Regions from separate parts of the Sus scrofa genome. Here region 1 is linked to region 2. A link is a contact called in public Hi-C data. All regions are on one chromosome and are shown on one strand. The core of a region is the stretch at or near the end of the contact, and the rest is flanking DNA. Distances in the headings are between cores, read along the strand shown. Region 1 overlaps LOC106507585 (a long non-coding RNA gene). Region 2 overlaps N4BP1 (NEDD4-binding protein 1).

Region 1 (7,255 bases), core at 2,953-5,452, 140 kb after region 2:
TAATTTTGTTTTCTATGTCTGTGAGTCCGTTTTGTTTTGTAAATAAATTCATTAGTATTATTTTTTAGAGTCCACATATAAGTGATATCATATAATAATTATCTTCGTCCGACTTACCTCACTTAGTGTAATTTTTAGGTTCATCCATGTTGCTGCAAATGGCATCATTTCATTATTTTTATGGCTGAGTAATATTCCATTGTATATATACCTCATTGTCTTTATCCAATCCTCTGTTGATGGATATTTAGGTCGCTTCCATATCTTGGCTATTGTAAACAGTGTGGCTCTGAACATTGGGGTGCATGTATCTTTTCAAATGAGAGTTTTCGTCTTTGTCAGATGTTGGATCATACAATAACTCTATTTTCAGTTTTCTAAGGAACTGCCATACTGTCCTGCAGAGTGGCTGCACCAGTTTACATTCCCACTAATAGGGTAGGAGAGTTCCTAAGAAGGTTCACATGAATTGCCATTTTAATTCCCAGTATCAGACCACTATCCTCAAAGGTCCTTGGGAGTTTGGAGTGAGTCTCCAATGTCCACCCAGTACAGTGTGGATGGTTTTGGAGTGAAATCAATGAATAAATATTTGTGAATTGATATTATCCTCTTTGTTCAGGATATGTAACAGATCTGATTATGTTCAATTCCATGGCAACCACTCCCCCAAATTCTCTAGTTTTATGCAAATTCACAGACTCCTCCATATTTTCCACACCCAGAGCTCCCTTTCCTAGAGCCGATGGGTATAAACTGCGTTTTAAAAAATAAAGTAGGAGTTTCCATCATGGCTCAGTGGTTTAACAAACCTGACTAGTATCCATGAGGATGCAGGTTCGATCCCTGGCCTTGCTCAGTGGGTTAAGGATCTGATGTTGCCTTGAGTTTTGGTGTAGGTTGCAGACGTGGCTCTGATCCCTCCTTGCTGTGACTGTGGTGTAGGCTGGAGGCTACAGCTCCGATTCGATCCCTAGCCTGGGAACCTCCATATGCCGTGGGTGTGGCCCTAAAAAAAAAAGACAAAAAAATAAAGTAGATTAATATTAATTTTGCTTGAGGCATCCTTGAGAATCTCCCAGCACCCTTAAAATTTGTTGATGTTTTCCTCAAGTGCAAAAACTCCAGGATTTGGAAATACCATCTCCAATCCAGGAAATAAAGATTAAGAAAAAAGGCCTTTGAGGGAGTTCCCGTTGTGGTGCAGTTGTAATGAACCCAACTAGTATCCATGAGGATTCGGGTTCACTCCCTGGCCTTGCTCAGTGGGTTAAGGATCCAGGGTGTGCCGTGGGCTGTGGTGTAATTCTCAGATGTGGCTTGGATCCTACATGGCTGTGGCTGTGGTGTAGGCCAGCAGCTGCAGCCCTGATTCAACCCGAGCCTAAGAACTTCTATATGCTGTGGGTGTGGCCCTGAAAAAGCAAAAAAAGAAAAAAGATAAATAAAGAAAAGAAGAAAAACGGCCTTTGATACACTGTGTCCTAAGAACTTTTCAAAGCCAAAGGGTCCTTTAGACCCATGATGAGTCTTGGTGACATTGTTTGGTAGCAAAGAGCAAAGAGTTACCCAGCCTGAAATAGCAACAGTCCCTTCTCAGCTCCCTTTCCGACCTCATAGATTGTATCATGCAATTTAACACTTGCATTGTTTTCAGGCTTTATAGTATTAAAATAACAGGTCCGGATTTCCCATCATGCCTCAGTGGTTAACGAATCCGACTAGGAACCATGAGGTTTCGGGTTCAATCCCTGACTTTGCTCAGTGGGTTAAGGATCTGGCGTTGCCATGAGCTGTGGTGTAGGTTGCAGACTTGGCTTGGATACCGAGTTGCTGTGGCTGTGGCGTAGGCTGGTGGCTATGGCTCCGATTAGACCCCTAGCCTGGGAACCTCCACATGCCCTGGGAGCGGACCTAGAAAAGGCAAAAAGACTAAAATAAAATAAAATAAAATAAAATAACAGGTGACAGCAGTCTTCCATCACAGAAGCAATCTCTTTATCACGGGTGATTACAAGTCTTCAGGTAGTTAATTCTATCTTTGAAGATATCTGTTAACTCGCACGGTAGTTCCATCCTTGCTTTTCTTTGGTCCATTGGTTGTCTTTGTAAATTGAAATAGTCTTTTCCATCATCCTGAGATACTCCCGAACTTCTCTCTCACTTTGTAAGATGAAGACAGCAGAACTCTTCATCCGTCCCCCCTCCGCCTTTCACACGTCATGTTGTCAGCTACACTTAACAAAAAACAAAACAAAAATCCCTTTTCCTTTAGTCAATCGTAAAGAAAAGTGCACATACAAGAGTACATACAGCCTGATGGCTTTTTCCTAAAGGAAATACATCTGTCTAACCCAGACAGACACATCCAAATCAAGAAACAGGACAGTTTTGTCCCCCAGAAATAGCCCTTGTGGGGCCAGAAGTTTTAAAGATGCCCCAAACTGAACCAATTGTAATACATGTTGTAAAAACCAATGTATATCCATCAGCATTTGTAGGCACTATGAGGCATGGGAGAATATAAAGAAGTTATGAGGGGAGTTCCCGTTGTGGCTCAGTGGTTAACGAACCCGACTAGGAACCATGAGGTTGCGGGTTCCATCCCTGGCCTTGCTCAGTGGGTTAAGGATCCTGCGTTTCCATGAGCTGTGGTGTAGGTCTCAGATCCTGCGTGGCTGTGGCTGTGGCTGTGGCTATGACCAGCAGCTGCAGCTCCAATTTGACCCCTAGCCTGGGAATGGCCATGTGCCGTGTGTGTGGCCCTAAAAAAAAGACAAAGTGATTTAGTTATACATGTATACACATCTATTGTCTTTCAGATGCTTTCTCCACATAGGTTATCCCAGAATATTGATTAGAGTTCCCTGCGCTATACAGCAAGGCCCTGTTGTTTTCTCTCTTTTAAACTTTTGGGACTTTCTGTTTCTTTGCTATTCTGACATTTCACTAATATGTCTTTTTATTCATTGTGGGCTCTTTCAGTCTAAAAATCCGAATCCTGATTCAACTCAGAGAAATTCTCTTCTTTCTTCCTTATTATTTCTTTCTATTACTTCCTGCTTTTCTTGTTTTCTCCTTTCTCTTGAATTCTTATCGTTTCTCTCATAGTTTAACATTCTGCCAAACTTTACTTTCCATCCCTTAATAATTTATTTTAGTGACTTTGCTTTCCATCCTTTAATAATTTATTTTATTTTGGCAGTAATTTTTTTAACCCTTAGAAGCGTCTCTTTCTCTCTTTTTTTTTCCCTGCCTGCAACATGCAGAAGTTCCTGGGGCCAAGATAGAACCCATGCCACAGTAGCAACCCAAGCCATAGCAGTGACAATGCTGGATCCTCCACCCACTGAGCCACCAGGAAACTCCTTAAAATGTCTTCTTATTCTCCAGTTGCTCCCCTTCATATCATCCTTTTCTTGTTGAATCTCTCTGAGTGTATTCATTAGGTGGTTTAAAAACAGAATTTGAGGAGTTCCCGTCGTGGCGCAGTGGTTAACAAATCCGACTAGAACCATGAGGTTTCGGGTTCGATCCCTGCCCTTGTTCAGTGGGTTAACGATTTGGCGTTGCTGTGAGCTGTGGTGTAGGTCGCAGATGCGGCTCGGATCCCGCGTTGCTGTGGCTCTGGTGTAGGCTGGCAGCTACAGCTCCGATTCAACCCCTAGCCTGGGAACCTCCATATGCTGCGGGAGCGGCCCAAGAAATGGCAAAAGACAAAAAAAAGAAACAAAACAGAATTTGAGTTCCTATTGTGGCTCATCGGGAGGATACGGGTTCAATCCCTGGCCCTTCTCACTGGGTTAAGGATCTGGCATTGCCATGTAGGTCACAGACGCAGCTTGGATCTGGCGTTGCCGTAGCTGTGGCTGTGGCTGGCAGGTGCAGTTCTGATTTGACCCCCTAGCCTGGGAATGTCCATGTGTTATGGGTGCATCCCTAAAAAGCAAAAAAAGAAAAAAGAAAAAGAAAAGAAGGAAATCTGGAAATAGACAGTCCAGGACTAGCATGACAGCTTAGCAAGGGCTTTGAGCAGCCAGACATTTTCATCTTTGCTCTTTGCCCTCTTTAACAATCTGACTTTGCATCATCAGGACTGCAAGAGCGTCCACAGCTCCAGGCATCACATGCACATTCAGAGCAGGCAGAGCGGGAAGGGGCTGGCACGGGCCAGATCTGTCCCGAGTCTATCAGAGAAGCAGAGCTGTGCCGAAGCTCCCTTTGCCTTGTATCTTTTTCGCCAGATCTGGGTCACAGGCCACAGCCACAAGCACAAGGGGCAGGGGAAACAGGTTGTTGGACAACAGCTTTGGTTGTCGTGCATTGGTGCTTAGGATGGACACATGCACAACCCCAAATGAAATCTGGGTTCTGTGAGGGAGGAAGAAGCAAAGAATAGTTTGGGGGTAGATAACTCACTGTGTCCACCCCAGATGCCAGGGAACATGCCCTCCTCCTCAGAGGCTCACACACCTCCCCTCACACCTGCCCAAGAGGACTGGGGTGGCTGTCCTGTCTGCTCCACAACCCGGGGCACACCTTGGTGTTGGCATTAATGACCTGGTTTGGAAACTGCTTAGTGTCTGTCTTCTCTTGGGACCTCGAGCTCCATGCAGGAGGAATTGTGCCATGATCATCTTGGGCCCCCCGGAGCTTGGCAAAGAGCCTGACACAGAATAGGTCCTTTGTTACCTATTGATGGAAGAAGGAAGGAAGGGACAGAGGGAAAGAAGGGAGAAGGAATGGGAACAGGAAAAGGGAAGCGAGGCCATACCTGGGATCCTTTGGAATCTTCTTCTGGCTCCTGAGAATCATGTCTATGGATTTGGGATTTTGGAGTTTTTACCATAGTATGGTCTAAGCTAAACTTCACAAGTTCCCATGAAGATGCAGGTTCAGTCCTTGGCCTCGCTCAGAGGGTTAAGGATTCCGGGTTGCTGCAAGCTGTTGGCATAGGTTGCAGATGCAGAGCTTGGATCTGGCGTGGTGTAGGCCTTGGCTGAAGTTCTGATTCTACCCTTAGCCTCGGAACTTCCATATGCTTCACGTGCAGCCCTAAAATGAAAATAAATAAACAAATAAATGAACTGAACTTCCAAGTACCCTGAACTGCACAGAGAAAACATGGCTTCCTCAGTTTTCCAGGGTCTGATGCATCCGTGCCCCGCAGAGAGGTGGGACTGGGCAAGGAGAGCAGTGTCTAGTCTTGTCCAAAGGAGTCCAAATCCGTAATCCCACAGCTCTCTTGAGGCACATCCCTTCCTCCTCCCAGGCTGGTGCCTTGGTTGAAAGGGTCACTGAGTCCTGGGCATGACAGAAGGGTCCCTCTGACCTAAGCAGTGCACAGTGGGTGGTCACGGTCTCTGGAGCTGAGTATCTGCTCTGCCCTACCCTCTGGGACTGGTGACCCCTGAAGGGTGCCGGTCCCTCTTGTCTCCACCCCTGGGGTTCAGCATCTTCAGACACAGGTCTCTGATGGACCCCAGGCTCGCCCAGTCTCTCTCTGCCTCCAATCCCAGGCTCTCCCAGGCTCTCTGTGTCTCTTCCCTGTAATGTGGGTTCCTGAATGCCACACCTTGGAGAGCCAGATGTCCTGCCAGAGACTAGTTGTTATAGCCACCTTTGGTGCCACATCCTCACCATCACTCCCACACCGTCATGTTCAAATGGTGCCAAACTAGAGGAGAGCATCTCAGGGCTGATGCCCCCTAGACTCTGTCCAAGAGAGCAGATCCTTAGCCCTTGTGTTTGGAGGCTCCCCATCCCCAGCTGGATGGGCTGAGGTCCCCACCTCCTCTCCTGAGGGATAACCCAAACGGGCAGGGCTCAGGGAGGACCCAACATTCTCATCCTGCCTCAAGGGCCCTTCTTCTCAGAACCCTTTGAGGAGGAAAGAACAGGCTTTTCACCTCCTCCCCATCTGACTGGGGCTCTCACCAGGTCCTACTCTCCTTTCCAACTGCAGTTTCATAGCTTAACTCCAACTGCACACAGCATCTCTGCAGGAAGAGAAACCTGCCCCTCAATATGGTAATACAAATAGTATTGCAAAAATGTCATACTGGAACCACATATACCCAAATAAACTTGCAAAGAAGAAATATCTAGAGTTCCCTGATGGCCAAGGGGGTTAAGGGTCTGGGTATTGTCTCTGCTATGGCACTGATTCCAACCTTGGCCAGGGCATTTTGGAGTGCCATGAGCTTGGCCAAAAACAAAACAAAATGCACACACAAACAAAGAAATGTCTATTGTAAAGGTGCAGGATCTCACATGGCAGAGAGTGAAGCAGAAACCGAAGAATAGACTGCTTCGTAATCCCCTAGAGTAATACAGCATTTCTCAGTCTTAAATATAGATTCTCAAGGGAGAAGCTGATTGCCCAGCGTAGGTCCTGACCAGGGGCATGGGATCACAGGGCACACACATGGCTTCTACAGGGCCACCTATGTAGGAGAGGACACTGCGGGGGCAGTTTTTGTAAAAGGAGCAAAGGTTTATGGGCTACACAGACATGTGTCAAATCGTCCACTTTGGTAGAGACCCAAATACCTGGCAAAAATGAACTTAGAGAGCTTCTCAGAGGAAATAACAGACATACCTCATTAAATAATAAAAAAAAAAAAAGTCAGAGTTCCTGGTGTAGCACCTTGTGTTAAGGATCCAGTATTGTCTCTGCAGAGGCTCCAGTCATTGCTGAGGTATGGGTTTAATCCCTGACCCAGTACAGTGGGTTAAGGATCTGGAGTGACCATAGCTGTGACCCAGGTTGCAGATGTAGCTCAGATTCGATCCCTGGCCCAGGAAATTCCATATGCTGCAAATGTGACAAATAAATAAATAATAAACAACAGAATTGTCCAAGAAAAATAAATACTGTTTTAGCCAATATTAAGTGTAATTATGTGGCTTTCCAAATATTTTCTTTATAGAAGAAAGATAGTCACCCGACCAGCCACTTCTACAATGTTAATTCTTTTGTGAGACATTTATATGTCCTTCCACTCTTACATAAAAGTCACATTGTAGCAATGAATTCTTAGATATTGCACCAAAATCAAAAGAAAAAATAAATTGGGCTTCATTAAAATTTTAAAAAAATGTTGTGCCTCAAAGGACACTTTAAAGAAAGTGAAAAGACAACTACAGAATTGGAGAAAATCATACACAGATTTTGCAAATCGTGTATCTGATAAGGGTTTAATATCCCGAATATGTAATAAACTCTTAAAACTCATCAACAAAGGGACAAACA
Region 2 (7,590 bases), core at 3,632-6,131:
ATGCAGGTTTGATCCCTGGCCCCGCTCTCTGGGTTAAGGATCTGGCGTTGCCACAAGGTGCAGTGTAGGTCACAGACATGGCTTGGATATGGCGTTGCTAAGGCTGTGGCATTGGCTGGCATGCCACACCAGTTCATCCCCTAGCCTGGGAACTTCCACATGCTGCAGGTATGCCTCCAAAAGGAAAAAAAAATATACAGTGCCAAAAAAAGGGGCTCATACCGCATAATTCTGGTTATGTAACATTTTTGACGTCACAAAATTATAAAGACAAAAACAGCCTTGTGATTGCCAATGGTAGGCATGGAAGTGGACTAAATATGTGACTATGAAAGGGTAGCATGAAGGAAATCTTTGTGGTGATAGAATAATTTTGTATCCTTTTTTTTTTTTTTTTTTTTTCCCTGTCTTTTTAGGGCCACACTTGTGGCGTATGGAAGTTCCCAGGCTTGGGGTTGAATTGGAGCTGCAGCTGCAGGCCTACACTGTACCTCATGGCAATGCTGGATCCTTAACCCACTGAGTGAGGCCAGGGATCGAACCTACATCCTATGGACACTAGTCAAATTTGTTTCCACTGAGCTACGACAGGAACTCCCCTAATTCTGTATCTTGATTGAAGTTGTGTTTTCATGAATCTACACATGTGATAAAATGGCATAGAACTGCATACACCCACTGCATCCATGTCAGTGTCCTGGTTTTGATTTTGTACTATAATAATGTATGCTGTAATGGTTGGAGGAAACTGGGTAAAGTACACAGAACCTTTATGTGTTATCTTTGCAGCTTCTCATGAACCTATAATTATTTCAGAATAAAAATAAATAGCTTCAAACCACAATCTAAATGCAGTATAAGTTCAAACAAGTGGTAGTTAAAATGTCTATTTGGAGGCCTTAAAGGATGCTCACGTCAGTATTTAACACTCTGCTTGCACATCTAGGAATAAAGGACAGTCAATTACTATACTTTGTGTTTAACACAATTACTGTCTTACAAAAGTAGCTCTAATAAACTGTTCTTAAAAAAAAACAAAAAAAAACAAAACTGGGAGTTCCTTGTGGCGCAGTGGAAATGAATCCAACTGGTATCCATGAGGATGTGTGTTCGATCCCTGGCATTGCTTGGTAGAACAAGGATCTGGCATTGCCGTGAACTGTGGTGTAGGTCACAAATGTAGCTTGGATCCCTCGTGGCTGTGACTGTGACAGGCAGATGTAGCTCCACTTTGACTCCTAGCCTGGGAACCTCCATATGCCCCACTTGTCCCCGACACCCAAAAAAGGCAGAGTTCCCATTGTGGCTTAATGGAAACAAATCTGACTAGTAGATTCAGGTTCAAACTCTGGCCTTGCTCAGTGGGTTAAGGATCCAGTGTTGCCGTGAGCTGTGGTGTAGGCTGGCAGCTGCTACTCTAATTTGACCCCTAGCATGAGAACTTCTACTTCTATAATGCCACAGATGCTGCTCTAAAAAGCCAAAAAAAAAAAGCTCCTCTGTCCAGCACCAGTTATCACCACGCTCACAAATATTCCAGGTTTATCCAAAAGAACATAAAGAAGTAAAGAACTCATGACTGGACATTATACTGCTTGGGTTGAGCTTTTCCAAATTGGCACTTTCCTTGTATTTCTGGTGTTTCGTTTCCTGCTGGGAATTTTTTTTTTTCCTTTTTACAGCCGTACCTGTGGCATATGGAAGTTCCCAGGCCAGGGATTGAATTGGAACTGAAGCTGAGGCCTATGCCACAGCCACAGCAGTGCCGGATCCTTGACCCACTGAGTGAGGCCAGGGATTGAACCTGCATCCTCATTGGGACAACAGGTTCTTAACTCACTGAGTCACAGTGGGAACTCCTCCTCACAGGAATTTTGTAATGCGAAATGTGTAAAGAAGGAATATGTACACACTTGTATATAAATTCTCATGGAAGATATGTGGCCATTATGAGAGCAAGTATACCTAGTAGGTCCAAGTTTGTAAAACCTCATCGTAACTGGTGATACACAAGTTGAATTTTTAAATAATACCATTTTGGATAACGCAATTCTAATTTTGGTTGAAAGTGTAGATCAGGTATTGCCAGGCTTATGTCTTACAGCTGTCTGTCCAAAAAGTTTTCACTGCTAATTTAAGTAACAGTGCTTTTATTATTTAGTCAACACCTGTCAGACACTGTTGTCAAAACTTTACATTCTCATTGAATTTCCTCAAAACACCTAAGATAGCATTAGCCTCTCACAGTTGCAGAAACTGGGCTCAGAGGGGCTTGGTAACTTGAGCAAGGTCACCAGTTGTAAGGCTGGAATTTGAGCCTAGGAGCTGACTGCAGTGCTCAAGTTATTAGCAAGTATGTTCCACGGTCACTGTGAGTGCCCCCTTGTTTACGTGATTCACACTTCTGCCTCCAGTGGCAACCGAATTGCTCAAGAACCCAGTTCCCTTTCTTACCTTGTTCAGACCTCTTTCAATACCAATTCACTAGAAACCCTAGCCTTATCTCTGAGAATGGCAGTACTACTCTGCACTTTGTGGTTCTTTATATTTAGATCTACATTTAAATAGCCTGGTCTTTCTTAGTAAATAGACATAAAATTATATAGCATATACATTGTTCCAGGCAGCTGGAAAGTTTTGTTTTTGTTTTTTGTTAATTTATTGTTTTGTTTTGTTTTTTAAATCAGTCTGTTTTATTTGGAAACAGTAGTAGCAAAGCAAAAGTCAGGGTTTGTTCTGGAGTAAAAGTTATTTGACTTGATTATCTTCTCTCTTAATTATATCATAGTTTTAAAAAGTGACTAGTAGCAAGCAAAGATGTTTATTGTTTATAGACGTAAATAAATCCAGTCTTGTCATTAACCACTGTGCAGCTGGGCAGACCCCTAAGATCACATGGCAAGATACACTATTGAAAAATGATATAAATACCTGCCTTTTAGACTTAGATGCACAGTTTTCAGTTCCTCTGAAAACAGTTAAGCAACTTATATTTGTTATTTTAAATATTTTAGATAAAATGTGGTATCTTCCCCAAAGATATTAGCATGCTTTTTTTTTTTTTTTTTTAAATCTTTTTAGGGCTGTACTCACAGCATATGGAAGTTACCAGGCTACGGATCGAGTCCGAGCTGTAACCACCTCTACCACAGCCACAGCAAGGCCAGATCCAGGCCCTGTCTGCGACCTACACCACAGCTCACAGCAACACCAATCCTTAACTCACTGAGCAAGGCCAGGGATCGAACCCGCATGCTCATGGATACTAATCAGATTCGTTTCTGCTGAGCCACCATGGGAACTCCCAGCATGCTCTGGATTTTTATACAGCTTGACATTTGTAATCTCACGTGTAACATAATATATGTGCTGTAAGGAGCTTTGGTAAATTGATCTCATTTTTCTTCTCTTCTCTTTGCAGGAATATATTAAAGGAATCTGTGAACCTGAACTAGAAGAAAGAGAATGTTACCCCAAGGCCATGCACTGCATTTTTGTTGGGGCTCAGAGCCTGTTTCTGAAGAGCTTGATTCAGGACACCTGTGCCGATCTCTGCATTCTCGACATCGGTCTTCTGGGCATCAGAGGAAGTGCCGAAGCTGTGGTCATGGCTCGGAGTCACATTCAGCAGTTTGTAAAGCTCTTCGAGAATAATGAGAACCTACCCAACAGCCAAAAAGAATCAGAGGTAAAAAGGGAATTTAAACAATTTGTTGAAGCTCGTGCAGACAGTTACACAATGGACTTGTTGATTTTGCCCACTTCCTTGAAAAAAGAACTTTTGGCACTGACCCAGGGCGAGGAGAATCTATTTGAAACAGGAGACAATGATGTTGTTGAAATTAGAGATTCTAAACAAAGAGAGTTTACGCAGAGTGCTGCCGCAGGGCTGAATATTTCCAGAGATGAAATTGTTTTGCAGGAAGATGCAAGAAACAAAGCTGGGACTCCCGTTACTGAGCTTACAAAACAAATGGACACAGTCTTTTCTAGCTCACAAGATGTCCTTTTTGTTCCAATAAATGGACTAACCCCAGATGAAGAGGCGCTTTCCAAAGATAGAGTTTGTCACAAAAGGAGATTTTCTGATTCTGAAGAAAGGCATACCAAGAAACAATTTTCTCTGGAAAATGTTCAAGAGGGAGAGCTTTTACATGAAGGTAAGACATTAGCTGGAAATGTAATCATTGACCTATCTGATTCTTCTACTGATGCCGAAAATTTAAATCCAGATGTAAAAGACACTACTGAGGAAATGGAATACAATATCCTCGTCAACTTTTTTAAAACCATGGGCTATTCTCAAGAAATTGTTGAAAAGGTCATTAGGGAGTACGGGCCAACTACTGAACCATTATTGCTGTTGGAGGAAATTGAGAAAGAAAATAAAAGATTCCAAGAAGAGAGAGAATTTTTACCTGGTACTACGTACCCAGAGACCAACAAAACCAAAAATAAAGGTGTTTGTAGCAGCGTAAATGAACTTACGACAGATTCCACTCCAAAGAAAACACAGACTCACACACAGCAAAACATGGTAGAAAAATTTTCTCAGCTACCATTCAAAGTTGAATCAAAACCATGTACCTCAAATTGCAAAATTAATACTTTCAGAACAGTGCCAATAGAACAGAAACAAGAAATCTGGAGTTCAAATCAGAACTACGTTTGTAACATAGACCTTGAAACCGATGGCCTTTCACCCTCTGTTGCCCCTTCAAGTCCCAAAGAAGTTGTCAATTTTGTTTCAAGAGGAGCTTCAAGTCACCAGCCCAGAATTCCCGTTTTTCCTGAAAACGGTTTGCAGCCGCAAGCAGAGCCCTTGCTTCCGAATAATATGAAGTCTGCCTGTGAAAACCGTTCGGGATGTGGTGGCTCTCCTCAGTCCAAGCCAAATTGCCCACCTCTTTCTCCACCGATGCCGCTGCCCCATCTGTTACCTTCAGTGACTGATGCCAGGTTGGCAGGACCTTCTGAGCATATTGATTCCTCAGTTACAGGGGTTCAAAGGTTTCGAGATACTCTGAAAGTGCCCTACAAGCTGGAATTAAAAAATGAACCAGGGAGAACAGATCTGAAGCACATTGTTATAGACGGCAGCAATGTTGCAATTACGTAAGTCCACTCTACAAATTATATTACAGTTTTCAATATGGCTCTTAGCAGCATCTCAGAATTGCATGCATTTGTAGGAGCTGTCCTGTGCCTCTGTGTAGTTGATACATATATATAGCCTTACCTGAAAAAAGGAAAGAAAAACCAGCTGATTGGTGTCTTGTGGCATCCTGAACTTTGCTTCACTCTGCTGGACCTAGATCTGAGGCCAAGGGATGGTAGAAAACTTGTTTTTTTCACATTGCATTTCCCTGTAATAAGCAGTGTGGAGACTTTTGAATCCTTAGGTTCTTAATACCATGAATACATTAGGTTCTGAATATGATGACGCTTAAGGCAAAAAAAAGAGATTTTTTTTTTCTTTTTATAATACAGCATGCCAGGTCTTTCACCAAGAGTGTGCAGTAATAATGGATGTGGTGGGCTTATACTTTTGTCGATAGTGATAACAATTTCCTTTCTAAGGCAATTCTACAGTTTGAGCTTCCTTTTGGGCCTTTGCTCTTACTAGACGTTTTTACATTTGTTTTCAATAAAAAGTGTTAAATGATCATTTCTAGTTAGCCTGTCTTGGAACCCTCTTAGGATTCTGATTTTATACCTCGAGTGTGGGATTGTAAGGGGCGGTTCGATAAAGTGACTAAGGAGTGTGTAGCGCTCAGCATCTCTGCCCCAGTGTGGACCTGCTGTCTGAGGACATCTTCAGGGTTTAGCATGTTAAGTAGCTGCAATTCAAGAAAAGGGGCACCTGGACAAAGAGTGAAGGAGAAGTTGAAATACAGTTGACCCTTTAACTACTCAGGAGTTAGGGGGCGCTGACTCTCTGCCCAGTCAAAAATCCGTGTGTAACTTGACAGTTGGCCCTCATAGAGTTGTTCTGCGTCCTAGGATCACTGTTGAAAAAAATCCACACTTAAATGGACCCTCCAAGTTCAAACCTGTGTTGTTTGAGGGTCAGCCATACTTTTCTGAATTCCTGAATGTTTATGTAACTCCTTCGTAGAAGTTCTAAAAAATCAGTTAATCCTCTGATTTTTCAGGAATACTTGATGAGATTGAAAAATAAAGTAAGTTTTTATTACTAAAATAAGCATTTATTATATATCTCTTGTTTTTTTGTTTTGTCGGTTTTTTGGTTAGAATTTTCAAACAGAAAAATATGAATTCTGTGTTGGTCTCATTTGGGACTCCCATGTGCCCGTCACCTACCTCCAGTAGTTAACTCCTGGCCTGTCTTGTTTCATCCCTTCAAACATTGTTTCATTTATATCCTACCTGCTCCCTTTCATCTGTATTATTTTGAAGACATTCTCACATCTCATTTCCATCTATAAATATTTTAGTATCTGTCTTTTAAAATACAAGGATTCTTTTGATTTTTTTATTATTTTATTTTATTTTTTGTCTTTTTACGGTCGCACCCGAAGCATATGGAGGTTCCCAGACTAGGGGTCAAATCGGAGCTATAGCTGCTGGCATACACCACAGCCACAGCAACAGCAACTTGGGATCTGAGCCACGTCTGAGACCTAAACCAGAGCTCACGACAACGCCGGATTATTAACCCACCGATCGAGGCCAGGGATTGAACCTGCGTCCTTATGGATGCTAGTCAGATTCGTTTCCACTGAGCCATGACGGGAACTCCTTAATTTTTTTTTAAATGGTGCTATATTTTGCTGTCAAAAATAACATAAAGTAAAAGCCAGCATTTCACATTTTAAAGTTTGAACATAGACAGTAAAAATATGTAATACACTTGTCTTCATTTCCAAATAATAGTGTCTATTGTCATTTCACTTTGGTTTTTTTTGGCAGTTCTTTTGGGGGAAACCCAGCAAATGGCCCACAGCTGCATAGCATTATCTAAGTAAAAATGTCAAGTGCAATTTCAGTCACTCACAGTCCAAGCCCACAGCAGTTCCTCATTGTTACAGTTTCTTGAGCCAAATGATGATATAAAATTTGGACCACAACTGTAATATTAATCCTTTTTTATTTTCAATATATGAAAAGATTTCCCAAATTGGTGTTCAAAGACTAAGAAATTCAAATTAAGATCAAATGAGCAGTGATACTGACACTTCTTAAACCTTTCCGTAGTAACTAGTATATTGCTCAGAGGGGTCACTATTGGAATTTAGAGTGACACTATCTGTCCAAGCCAGGATGTTTTGCATATCTAGTCCCTCCCACTTTACCCATAATGCCCCCCAGTCGTTGTGACACCCCAGAACACTGTCACATATTTCCTAACACCCCTTAGTACAGTACCATTTCTTTTGAAAACCACTGACTTGGTGCACTAAGGGAAACCACAAGCTGACTTTTGTTCATTTTTTTTAAAAAGTAATTATTTTGAAAGAGGTTTTGAATTTTCTTTGAATTCATAGATGTCTCAGTTTAAAAGTAGCTCTTTTACAAAGGGTGTGTTATCCTAAGAAGACAAACTTATACTTAATTTGATGTAGAGTG

What was found. Hi-C and Micro-C count contacts between places; a contact is called where the count stands out from the background.
Region 1: a contact with region 2 is called in a Hi-C map of liver, with 3 times the contacts expected there. The contact joins two enhancer-like sites. A contact is called at or near these places in 1 of 47 Hi-C or Micro-C datasets (liver) and 1 of 2 datasets of contacts at active chromatin or transcription factors (alveolar macrophages).

What each region holds. Positions count from the first base shown.
Region 1 is chr6:36,292,704-36,299,958 of Sscrofa11.1, forward strand. LOC106507585 (a long non-coding RNA gene) reads right to left here. Exons shown (of 2, transcript XR_001303659.2): 2 at 1,977-2,237. Among named protein-coding and RNA genes, the nearest start is that of SIAH1, 41 kb to the right of the region's middle. Within about 2 kb of position 4,203, at least 3 of the 83 cell types and tissues checked have an H3K27ac peak or open chromatin away from gene starts, as enhancers often do. A contact at or near this core is called in liver, where this site is marked.
Region 2 is chr6:36,151,325-36,158,914 of Sscrofa11.1, forward strand. N4BP1 (NEDD4-binding protein 1) reads left to right here. Exons shown (of 7, transcript XM_003126990.5): 2 at 3,422-5,115. Among named protein-coding and RNA genes, the nearest start is that of N4BP1, 33 kb to the left of the region's middle. Within about 2 kb of position 4,882, at least 2 of the 83 cell types and tissues checked have an H3K27ac peak or open chromatin away from gene starts, as enhancers often do. A contact at or near this core is called in liver, where this site is marked.